Regions from separate parts of the Mus musculus genome. Here region 1 is linked to region 2. The links are chromatin contacts, called in public HiChIP or PLAC-seq maps. All regions are on one chromosome and are shown on one strand. The core of a region is the stretch at or near the end of the contact, and the rest is flanking DNA. Distances in the headings are between cores, read along the strand shown. Region 1 has its middle 9.5 kb from the start of Olfr97. Region 2 holds the start of Rnf39 (ring finger protein 39).

Region 1 (6,365 bases), core at 2,503-5,002, 300 kb after region 2:
TGGGTGTACAGGTAGTGGGGGGGGGGGGGGAGAGAGCCCACGTCCAGCCAGAGTTCTGGTGCTCTGGGTGGGTGGATTTGGGAGGACTGGTGGATGCTTTCCACACAACCCCGGTGGGCATCTGGCTGTATGAAGCCACTGATCCCACAAGGCAGGGGCGGGGGAGGGGGGTGGACAAGGGGCAGCCCCCAGTACCAGGTTCTCAGTTTGGGCATCCCATGCTGGATATGGTGGAGGAGCTGAGAACAGAATAGGGCCCCAGGGTGGCACTTGGCCCTGGAGATATGGGAAGAGAGGGCAGAGGGAAAGAAGAGTGTTCGGTGGTTCCCATGCAGGTGAGTGTCTTTATTCCAGGCCTTGATGAACAGAGACAGTCTATGGCTTTAGAGATTTATTGTAGAAAGGCAGGGGGAAAGAGAGAAGATAAAAAGAAAGAGAGAGAGAGAGAGAGAGAGAGAGAGAGAGAGAGACTGGCAATGGCCAAGAGGAGAGAAGGGGATAGGGAAAGAGAGAAAGAGAGTTAGAGAGTAAGAAATGTGAAGGCTTAGAGAGAGAAAGGTAAAAGCTTAGAGATCGAGGAGGGGCCAAACAGCCCCTCTTATAGTGGGATTGTTATCTTGCTGTTGCTAGGTAACTGTGGGGAGGAGTCTAGCCAGAAGGTCAGAAGCTTGGGACATTGTCTACATGACTGAAAGCCACATGCCTCTCCTGTGGGGGTTGTGGGGGTGGTAACTTTGACAGGAGTCAGGGGTCCAGGAGACTTGATTGAACGCCTACCTTCCCATGTGGGTGGAAATTACCACCCATCAGGTACCACCAGGCTTCAAGACCTCAGCTTGAGTGGAGACCAGGCTGTCTGTGCATAGCCCATTGCCCTGAAAAAGTGAAACATAAAAACAAAAACTAGGCCTTTAAGCCCAGGCTTGAGAATGTGACCTTTGTGACTCAATGCTCCAAGGCATGCTAATCATAAAACAGATAGCGACACTCTTCCACCCACCTGGATTCAGGGTGTGTTCATTTAAAGAAAGTCATCCTGACCCACCTTGACCTCTCCTAGAATCCGCTATGCAAATGTGCTATTGTTAGAGACTCATAGAAACTGTCTTGACTTCCACTCCCTCCTGACTCTTAACTGGTATTTTTGATATTTTCCAACAACGCCCTCCCCACCCCCTTGAGTTGTGTTTTCTTCCTTTAAATACCCCCTGTCCCAGCTACTCGGAGCCCACAGTCCTCTACCCCTGCGTGGTTTATGACTGTGGGCCCCAAAGTGCGCCTGGAATAAAAGTCCTCTTGCGGTTTGCATCAAGACCATTTCTCGTGAGTGATTTGGGGTGTCACCTCTCTTGAGTCAGAATGTGGGAGAGTCCTCACCTTGTGGGTCTTTCAGCCCCACACATAAGTAAACATTGGTCTTCATCAGAACTTTGTCTTGGCTTATTATTTCTCTTGCAGCCTTTCCAATCCAAAACCCCAATCTTCCCTTTCAGGAACCCCATAACCCTTGGCCACTGGTGGCTACAGGTGGTGCTCGAGACTAGCCTGAAACCCAAAAGGACTTGGGGTACACTGTCTTGGTAAGGCTCCACAAAAAACAGAAGATATATCCCTACATGGTAAGCAACATATAGCATTAATGTTAGTGCTAAAAATTTCATCTTTTGAAGGTTATTGCTCACAAGGGTGCAAAAAGGATACAGGCTAGACTGAGTTAGTGTTGGCCCAGCATTGATATCAGCTAGGGGTTGACAGTGGAAAATGGGAGTGGAAAATTCTAAACAGGCATTTGTCTACGGTAAAGAACTGCATCAGGAGGGAGGAGTAGGGCTTAAAATAATAAAATAAAATAAAAAGAGTAAAATACAAAAAAAAAAAGGGGGAGATGCTAGATATACAAAAGACATCAAGAGAGAAGGAAAATGGATTTTGGTATTCTCCCAGGGACAGACGGAAATTGGGAGACATCCAGCTTTCTCTCTGGTTCCTGCAGGAGACATCCTTAGTTCTGGTTACATCAAGTTCTCTACCTTCTCTATATTCTGTGTTTGGTGCACCAATCTGTCCATGTGTCAATTTGTGTCTATTTTTGTTTCGTTGTCTAAATGACTGTTGTTCTATGTTTCATCCTGAAAAGAAAAAAAATGGTTAAAACTTTATCTGCTGGCTACCCATCTCTTAATTTGCACAGCAGAGGCTGATTAAAGTTGCCCAGCACCTTAACCAGGAGTCAAGCATAGCATGCAAATAAGATGATAGTTTTCCTAGAAAATTCTCTGCAATTGTGATTATTGGGTTCAGCAAATGACAAAGTGTTTTTCCTCTTGAAATTATAGCTAGAAAAGGTAAAATTCTTTAATTGGTATAAATTTTTAAGATTCGTGTAACTGCTTCATTTAGTTTCTGACTGGTCTTAATGGTATAAATTTGCTCTGCATGTCTTGGTCATAGAGTATTGGCTTATAAGTTATTGGGTGTGATTAAAAAGTGTAACATTGGTAACAAGAAATTTAGCTTAAAACTGGTAACTCAGGGTTGGAGTCATTTTAAACAACAACATGTGGCATGAACCAGCCCAGGAAACTAGGCCTCTAAGGATATTTCTAAATTGGGATAATATTTTATGTAATTCTTATCCCACAAACTAGAGATAAGAATTACATTATATTACATAACTTATAAGAGATATGATTAAAACAATGTCTCTTTAATGAAGCATTAAAAGTTGCACTGTCATGAATTCATATGTATGAATTGGCAGTCAAACTTTGTAACATGGAAGTGATATTTCTGGTATTGATTTTAAAGAGAATAAATTGTTTAAAATTGGGTTTTGCTTTCCAAAAGTTATGGATATATCCTAATATTGAAAAAAAAAACCCTTAAAAATTATGGTTAAAATTGCCAGTGTTCCATTAACTGCAGTTTGCAGTTTGATCGAAAGCTTAAGATTTTTAACTCACCCATATATTGTTAATTAGGATGATTACAGAAGTAATCATCTTATGAGGATGATGCTTTAGAGTAGCGGGTAGCACCAAAGCAGCATGCTAGGCCAAAGTGGTTCCACATAAAGAGGTTTTATTGAAAGGGAGAGACAAAGGAGTGGAAGAAAGAGAAGAAGGGGAGATAAGAGAAGAGCAGAGAAGAGAAGAGAAGAGAAGAGAAGAGAAGAGAAGAGAAGAGAAGAGAAGAGAAGAGAAGAGAGAAAAAAGAGAGTGAGGAAGGGGCGTTTTTTCTTATTTATACGAAAAAATGATGTAACACAACTAAGGGTGAGAGGTAAGCCAAATGGGTTCTTGGATATGGTGGTCATTGGCTTGACAACCAGTCTGCAGGTCGGAGGTTGCACTGTTATCACATAGGTTTGGAATGCCCTGGTGCCAACAGAGAGCACTAATGCAGGTCACAGTAGCTATCCAGCCATACAAAGCAAAGACAGACTTATCTGGATATATTCATCTTTGTGTAGAGATTGGACCCTCATACAATCAGTTTGGCTATGGTTGCTGCCTTGCAGAGGACTACAGTACAAGCAATGCTTTCTCAGCACTAAGGTTATAAGGAATGTTTTAAGTATAAATCATCTTAAGAAAGACTGTCCAAAAAATTAGAGGCATAGGCAGTCGAATTCTTCCCCTGGAATCTGTCCTCACTGCAGGAGGGATAGTCTTTAGGTCAGGACTCAGGCTGTATACTCAGATTTAGAAATATTTACATTTGAGTTAATGCAAAACTCAGAGCAGTCTCAGCGAGGCTTGTGTGGTGTGGCATTTCTTTTGTTTTACCAACCCTGCCTAGGGAAGTTGGACCTTGCCTCTCCTTGCCTCCAGGAAATTATTTTTAAGCAAACAACATTATTACAGATCTATCCGGGTGTTGTTTAAAATAAAGTTTAAGCTTAAGATTTATGAAAGGTCTATGAGGCTGTGGAATTTCTAAAGGCATTACAATGTGGCCTGCCTATTCCATATAGAATTATTATAGATTTAGAAGGTTGTTTTTTTTTTTTTTTTTCCTTTGCATCCTGATAATTGTAAAGGGTTTGCTTCTAGTGAGCTTGTGATCATTGGAAAGTTTTGCTTCTAGGTATGGCTAATAGCCTTACATTATGCAAGATTTTTTTTTTTTTTTTTGTCTCTGCTTCAGTACAAGAAGCTAAGACTTTGAATCTTTCAGTGTATATTGTTTCTTATATAGAAAACATTCTATTAGCTAATGCCTCTGAAGGGAAATTTACTACAAATCTTTGCTCTTATACAACAAGCTTTAAAGTTTTGGGGAGTAGCTGTTGCTCCAGAAAAGATTCAGAGGCTATCTTTTTAATCTTTAGGGTCTCAGTTATATCCTAGAAAATTTATGGTACAGAAAATTTAAGAAAGAAAAGATGATTTGCTTACTTCAAATTATTTTCAAAAGCTTCTGGGAGATGTTAATTGGCTAAAAACCTCACCTTAAGTTCACCACAGGAGGGCTTAAGCCTTTGTTGTTATTTTTTTTTTAATTTTGGTTTTTTGAGACAGGGTTTCTCTGTATAGCTCTGGCTGTCCTGGAACTCACTCTGTAGACCAGGCTAGCCTTGAACTCAGTAATCTACCTGCCTCTGCCTCCCAAGTGTTAAGCTTTTGTTGGATGCTATCAGGGGAGATACAAATTAACTGGTGAAAACCAAAAGGCTTTGCAGAAAGTAGAGGAAGCTCCTGTAATCAATTGTTATCAACTGTAATCAATGGTAATCAAACATGAGCTGTGTTTTCTAGTTATTGTTACTCAATGTGCCCACAGCAATTCTTTGGCAAAAGAGAACATTAACGTAGAATCATCTTTCTTCATCTCCAAGTAAAGTTTTAATATCCTATTATGAAGCTGTTGTGTTGTTAATAAAGAATTGTAAGATAAAACCATGAAGGTATTTTAGAAAAAAAAAAGTCTTAAAAATCTGATGAGGTGTCTGTTCCTTGTTTTGAACAGCAATTAAATTAGTTATTGCAGAACATTGATATTTGGCCTATTGCGTTGCAAACTTTTTAGATTAAAATTGATAATCATTATCTAAAAGATAAGTTGTTAAAATTGCTTCTATGCATGCTTTTGTATTTTCTGTAAAGTTATATATACATGCATTCATCTCATAAAGAATACATCTACTGTATTTATAAATAACCCTACTATGGGAGAGAAGTATATGTGATTGGATCACATGTTTATTCTTTTGATTTTCTCCTACTTCAGCAAAGATAATTAAATTGTGTGCTGTAGCCAGTGTTTTGAAATATTGAAAAAATCAAGCTTTAATTTGTATACTGAATACATATATATATATTAATGTAGAGCTCATGGCTTACAATTACTTGAAATTGTTCCTTTTTTAGATACTAATTCTCAAATTTGGAATTGTTTATACATATACAACTCAAGTTAAGAAAAAAATATTGTTCCTTTAAAGGACTATCTTTGGACATTTAAGAACTCATCCTAGATTGCCTGGGCAAGACCTCTTAAGGCAATGCCACCCCAGATTTATATCCCATTCAGATTATAGGCCTTACACAAGAACAATTGGCCATATAATCTCATTCTTTACATCATCAAAACAGTAATGTCTGGAGAGAATAATTTGGTATTTTTAGAGAATGTGCATGTGAAATTGTAAAGACTTGTTCTCAATGTCCTCAGTTTCTACCTGTTACACATGATGGTGTTAATTCTTGGGGACTTATACTCAATCAATTGCAAATGGATACTCATATTTCTGACTTTAGAGAAATAAAATATGTACATGTGACTATTGATATCTTTTCAGGCTTTCTAGTTGCAACTACTTTAACATGAAAAGCAAATAAAATGTAATTAGTCATTGCCTATGTTAATTTTTTTATGTTGATGTTCCAAATCAGATTATAACAGATAATGGAACTGGCTGTTACAGTCAATCATTTGAGGTGTTTTGTTAACAATTTAATATTACCCATGTTACTGGGAATTTTTATAAATTTCAAGGACAAGGCATTGTGGAACTTTAAAGCTATATCTTCTTAAGAAAAAGGGGGAGGGAGAATTATATCCCCATGCACATTATTTATATCATGCTTTTTATTTTTAAAGTTTTAAAATGTGGATGCCACAGAACTCCTTGCTGAGTGCCTGATAGTATCCTACAACTAGGCATACTCATGCCTATGTGAGAATAAAGGGTCCACTTATTGGCATATGGCATGATCCTGAACAGGTATTTAATATGGGGAAGAGGGCATGTTTGTATTTTTTTTTTTTTTAACAGAATGGGGCAGGAGCTTGCTAGCTGACAGAGTGATTGGTGTGACAAGCTGACACAAAAGGATAATGCTGACCTGTGAGCTTGTTGA
Region 2 (5,825 bases), core at 316-2,815:
TTTTGCCTCATGCTCCTGAGTTCTGGGATTACAGGCATGCACCAACACACCCAGCCTCATATTTTGCTGGTGCATCCTGATGTTGCACTGGGAGGTCTGTGTTTGTTTGTGGAGGTTTGTTTATCATGGTGTCACATTTGAGTACCTCTCTAGTAACTGTGGGGGAGGAAGAAGGGTGCCTGGAAGGGGTGCCCAATAAAGTGCTGCTGCTCTGTAAAGCCCATGCCTTGTTTTGTTATTATCATCAACAATAAAACTAATGACAAGGTTCCTCTCTGGTTATTTTGGTTGAGTGTTCATCTGTCCCTCAACAACCTCCTGATGCACAATGTTATGAGACTACTGAGATATGTTTGTAATGCCTGTACTGTATGAGTGTATCTATCTATAGGCTTGTGCGTACTGGAGTGGGACACCAATGAGCATGGTACACATGCAACAGTGTTTGTGGTCACATATGGGGACAAACAGAGCTTTTTCAGAATTTCCTAAATGTATCCAGGCAGAAAGGCTAGGAAAAGAGAAAGGGGAGCTAGGAAGAGGAGAGAACAGGAAGAAAGAGAGGAGAGAAGGAAGAGATGGTGATAGAGGTGGGGTGGGGAGTAACAAGGAAAGATCAGAAATGAAGGCAGAAGGGAGCTCCCAGGATCTGTCACTTAAACAAATGGGTAAGTTGATTCCCTTGATGATCTGGGTCTCTGGGCCTCTGAGATCAGTTGAAATGAGTAATTGTCAGGTACAAAGTAAAGGTGAACAAGAAAGCTGAAAATAAAAACACAAAGGAAAAGCATAGAGAAAATGGAAACGAGAGAGAGAGAGAGAGAGAGAGAGAGAGAGAGAGAGAGAGAGAGAGAGAGAGGATGCAGAGCCTGAAGTTGAGAGGCAAGAGTGTGTAGGCGCCTGCTTCCAGCTCTTCTCCAGAAGCTTGCGTGTCCCCAGACCTTAATAGGCAAGGCAGGAAGATGGAAGGCAGAGAGGCGCCAGGAGTGACAACCACACGCCAACACTCAGAGGCCTGCCAAAGCCACACAGTCCAGGACCCAAGCTTCCGGGCCCCCAACCCCCAGATGTAGGTGTGCCAGCCACCTGGGATGACTCATGCCCTGGCAATGTGAGCACGCATGCCAAGAGCGAGCCTGGGCATCCTGCCCACCAAAAGCACACCGCAGGCCAAGGGGGGAGACTCACGCTCTTCAGGGACTCACTCACGGGGGCTACCAAACCCAACAGTGCTACCTTGCCCACAGCGCATGCCCTGGTGCTCACCTCCTAGGTTCTAGAACCTAGGTGTCTCAGTCTTCACACCCTGCTGCCCCAAACCCTACTAGGGAAGCGGGAGAACCAGATGAGGCATTACGCAAGGTCTGCTGTTTACCTCCTGCACCGGGCCTCCTCCCTCCCTATAAAACCTGACGTGGTGAGGAGACGCTCTGAGTCCGATCTGGGTAACCGAGGCAGCCCGGGAGAGGGGTAGATAGGAGGTGCGAAGTGAATGAGGGAGGCGCAGCGAGGGGCGTCAAGTCAGCACGCAGCGGGCGTGGTCCGCCACTTGCGAGCTCGGGGGCGGCTGAGGACTAGGGTGCGTCGGGACCCCTGCTTTCCATGGAGGCTCCCGAGCTGGGCCCGGGGTTGGTGGAGCGTCTGGAGCAGCTGGCGACATGTCCGCTGTGCGGGGGCCCCTTCGAGGACCCAGTCCTGCTGGCGTGCGAACACAGCTTCTGCCGTGCGTGCTTGGCGCGCTGCTGGGGGGCCCCGGCGGCGTCCGGCTCGGAGGCGGCGCCCCCTTCCTGCCCGTGCTGTGGCCAGCCATGCCCCAGACGCAGCCTGAGGTCCAACGTGCGACTGGCAGTGGAGGTGCGCATCAGCCGTGGGCTGCGTGAGAAACTGGCGGAGCCCGGAGCCCGGGCCGGGAGACGACGCGGTGGCCGCATCCCCACCATGGGTTGCCTGGATCCCCACGGAGAGGTAAGGCGCCTTCTCCGGTTCTGGTTGTTGGTGAAGAAGAGGTTTGTGGGTGTCCTAGCAAAGGTGGGAGCCATGCTTTTCGCTCTGAAGCCCTAATGGAAATATAGGTGGCAGACAGCTTGGCACCAGAAAGCGGAGGCAGGAGGATTGCTCAAGTTCAGTTTGATAGACATAGCGAGTTCCAGTACAGAAATGGCTACATCGAAAAGATAAAGGAATTTTAAATAAGAATTTTAAGAAAGGGAGGAAGCGGGGAGGGAGGGAGAAAGACTGGCCAAGTCTTGAGTGAGTAGTTTGAGAAAGGGAGGTAGGACAGGCTGGAAGAAATTGACTCGGTCAGGGGAGGAGGAGGCTGGAGGGAAGAGGCAGAAAGAAACAGGCTAGTGGCAGTTAGAAGGCTGAGCCCCCTAGAGATCTCAGAAGCCTCCTGGAGAGCCGGGGTGGGAGCCAGAAAGGGGAATGGGGTGCAGACACCCGGATTAGGGAAAGGAGCAGCCCAGGGAGGGTGGTGATAGGACCCAATAAACAGAATCACTGGAGCCAAGGTTGACACTGGGTGCAGAAAAAGCAGAAATGGAGGGATGGGAAATTAGGAGTCTAATGCGAGTGTGAGTGTGTGTGTGTGTGTGTGTGTGTGTGTGTGTGTGTATGTGTGTGTGTGTGTGTGTGTGTCAAATCAAAGTGCCTCAAGTGAGGCAGGGGTTCCCCTAACAAGCCATAGCCGAACTGTGGGTTGTTATTGTTCTCAGCTCCTCCCAGATCCCCAGGCACGGGCGGAAACAGGTGGAAGCTAGGTCGGGGTGAACAGCTGGCAGGCCTCTTGCTAGTCTCCACGTTGCAGCCATAAAGTTTTCCACTAGGCCCTCCCTGAGCCCCTTAGACATCAACCACTCCTATTCCTTTACAGTACCTCAAAACCATCCATCTGGCTTTTTTACCCCTTAGCAGCCCTCCCGCCCTGGGTCTGGCTTCCGCCCTTTGAAGGCTTCACAGACCTAATTAGTCTAGGTGTAATTGCCATCCTCTCTTCTTCCTGCCACACTGGCCTTCCCAGCCATCCTCTCTGGAATCAGAAAAGAGGGATGAAGGAAACCCAGTGTTTGGAGGGTGAGAGAATCTAGCGCCCTCTTCAGGCTTCCATGGCTCCCTACAAAATCTGTAGGGTCTCTTAGGACACTTCTGAGATCAGGGGCCTGAGGGTACAGAGACATAATAAAACCAAAGAGCCCAATAAACGCCACTGAGCTTTTAAGACAAAAAGGAGAGCAGCTTTATTGTTAGGCTTTTATATAACAACTCTTAGCTCAAGGAATATGGGTGTGTGTCCCTTTTGTGGTGACGGGGTGGACATATATCTGGAAGACATGCTGGTAACTAAAGAAGGAGAGCATACTAAAAGAGAGCGTGGGCCTGGGAAGATTAAACAAGAGGTAAGAAGTAGTTGTGTTGAGGCTGTGGAAGGATGGAGAAGGCATATAACAGTCTGGATGAAGCTAGGAACCTGAGGAGAAAGTGATTTTGGAGTAGGCAGAAGTAAAGGACATGAAAGAAGAAGGGAGAACTGAAGAGAAAAATGGAGCAGAGCGGGCAGGGTGTTTGGGGTGGGGTGGGGAGATGGTTTTAAAAGGTGGGAAGGTATCAAGCAGTCAGAGCTCACCTGAGGCGGAGGGGAAGATGTCCCACAGTGTGAACTCACACCTATGTTTTCTTCTGCCCGTACCAGGATATGAGGAAGACATGGAGACGGTGAGTTCCATTTTTGTTTGTTTCTTCCTTCCCACTACCTACAGCCATAGCCATGACCTTCCCTCCAGACCCCTCTCTTTACCTCCACTTAGCAACGGGCTTTCTAGAGTGTAGCCTCACCTGTTTCTGTGACAAGTGAGTGGGTTAGGATCATCAGAAGCAGCATCAAAAAGACAGGGATGCCAATAACTTCCTTCGTCTCTCCAGATTCGATGTCCCAGCACCCAAGCCATCTAACTCAGAGGAGGATCTCCCTGAAGATTACCCCGTGGTCAAAAACATGCTTCACAGGCTGACAGGTGAAGAGGGGAGGGAGCGGATCATAAGCTATGCTCTGTTTGCTCCCTCTTCGCTCTAGAAAATGCTCAAGTCCACTTTGGTATCAGTTTTGACTTCCTACAGCTGAAATAATGAAGTGTCACAAATAGGTGGCTTGAACAACCACCATTCGCACTTCAAAGTCTAGAGATAGAAGTCTGAGGGCTAAGGAGAAATCTGTTCCATGCTCTCTCCTGGCTCTGGAAACCTCAATACTTCCTTGGTCCACAGATGGTCTCACCTGGGCTTCCTTCTAGGTACCTGTCTCTGTGTGCAAGTGTCTCCACTCTCTTTTAAGATAGAAATCATCCTGCATCAGGGCCTACTGTAATAATCTCATTTTTTAACCTGATTACCTTTGTGAAAATCCTCCCCTCAAACACACGCGCGCGCACACACACACACACGCATAAGGTAAATTCAGAAAATTGGGGAACAAAACTGACACCCCACCCCCTTTAAAGAGTCTCTTTCTATGTATCCCAGGCTGGCATGGACCTCTAGTCCCTGTCTTTGCCTCTAATGTGCTGAGGCTATGCATATGTAACTCCACAGCTGGACAGGAGGCACAATGTAACCCAGAACAATATCCTTAATTCCTCAGATCTCAGCCACGTTCCCTCACGTTTTTTATGTACCCCCAGACAGTACAAGATCCCTGCTTCCACCTCCTCCCATTCTTGGAAAGGGGGTCAAGACTCCAGCACCTCCTCTACCCCTTCTGTGCTCATTCCCAAGGTAGCTCTCGAGATGTTCCATTCCTTAGTCACCCCTCCATCTCACTTAATACAAATTCCTTCTAGCTCCTAATCCAGAAGCATTTCCTTAAAGCGCCCCATACCTGCAAGGCCAGCGACTCTTTCTGGTCCCTTAGGCAATTTCTGTATCTCCTCTGACCACACCTCCTATAGAAATGGGCCTGGCCTGGAAGGTAAATGGGCTGGTTTTACTAGATACCTTGGATTCCTCCCTTTGCCCTTCCTTTAAATCACTCTAGTTCCTATCTGGTATCAGTCTCTCTCAGGTATCAGTCTCTCTCAGTAAGTAGTCTTGCTGACCTGGCTCCCGTACCCAACCCAGATTCAAGGTTTTTGCTTTGTGTTGTTGTTGACACAGGGTCTTACTATGTAGTCCTAAGGGGCCTGGAACTTGCTATACAAGCTGGCCTCGAACTCACAGAGTTTTGCCCTCTTTGCTTCCCAAGTGCTGGGATTAAAGCCACCACACTTGCAGATTCAAGTATTAGTCATCATTCTCCCTATAAGTCCCATCCGCCACTCTTCCACCAACACCACACACCAGCCTCCCCTCAGGTCTCCATGCTGGGTTCCTTGACCAGCATAGTCTTTGTCCAAGTCCAGTTCCACAAAAGTGGTGGATCAGAGCACAAAGCGGCTCTGTGCCTTAGTGTCTTCCCATCCTGGTCGCCCTGGTCGCTAGGGGAACTGCGAGAGGACTCAAGCACCTCTGCTCTTCTTCACCCTTCTCTCTAGACTTAAAAAACGTACCATGTGTTGTTCCCCCTCTCCCCTCTTCTGCAGCTGACCTGACGCTCGACCCTCGCACAGCACACCGTGATCTGCTCATCTCCTCTGACTACCGCGGCGTGAGTCTGGCTCCACCCGGAACGCCTGCGCCGCTGGACAGCCCCGCGCGCTTTGATCAGCTCCCGGCGGTGCTGGGTGCGCAGGGCTTCGCGTCAGGCCGCCACTGCTGGGAGGTGGAGACCGCGGAAGGCGCGTCCTTCAGAGACTCTACAGCTCAGGATGAGAACGCGGGAGAGAGCTGCTACGCCG

Evidence for each region. HiChIP or PLAC-seq counts read pairs in DNA pulled down with a chosen protein or histone mark.
Region 1: an HNF4G HiChIP or PLAC-seq map of pancreatic cancer cells shows a contact between it and region 2. The contact joins the enhancer-like site here to the promoter of Rnf39 in region 2. A contact is called at or near these places in 3 of 39 promoter capture datasets (cranial neural crest, liver and maxillary cranial neural crest), 1 of 15 datasets of contacts at CTCF or cohesin (the NIH/3T3 cell line), 1 of 484 Hi-C or Micro-C datasets (regulatory T cells), 2 of 115 datasets of contacts at active chromatin or transcription factors (embryonic stem cells and pancreatic cancer cells) and 2 of 9 other capture datasets (adipose tissue and liver).

Annotation. Positions count from the first base shown.
Region 1 is chr17:37,238,664-37,245,028 of GRCm38.p6, forward strand. No RefSeq gene overlaps it. Among named protein-coding and RNA genes, the nearest start is that of Olfr97, 9.5 kb to the left of the region's middle. Within about 2 kb of position 3,753, at least 3 of the 459 cell types and tissues checked have an H3K27ac peak or open chromatin away from gene starts, as enhancers often do. A contact at or near this core is called in pancreatic cancer cells, where this site is marked.
Region 2 is chr17:36,941,486-36,947,310 of GRCm38.p6, forward strand. It overlaps Rnf39 (ring finger protein 39), which reads left to right and starts at 1,566. Exons shown (of 4, transcript NM_001099632.1): 1 at 1,566-1,965; 2 at 3,689-3,711; 3 at 3,919-4,010; 4 at 5,571-5,825. The coding sequence starts at 1,603. Gm33595 (a long non-coding RNA gene) reads right to left here and starts at 5,597. Exons shown (of 2, transcript XR_385575.3): 1 at 4,871-5,597; 2 at 3,212-3,675.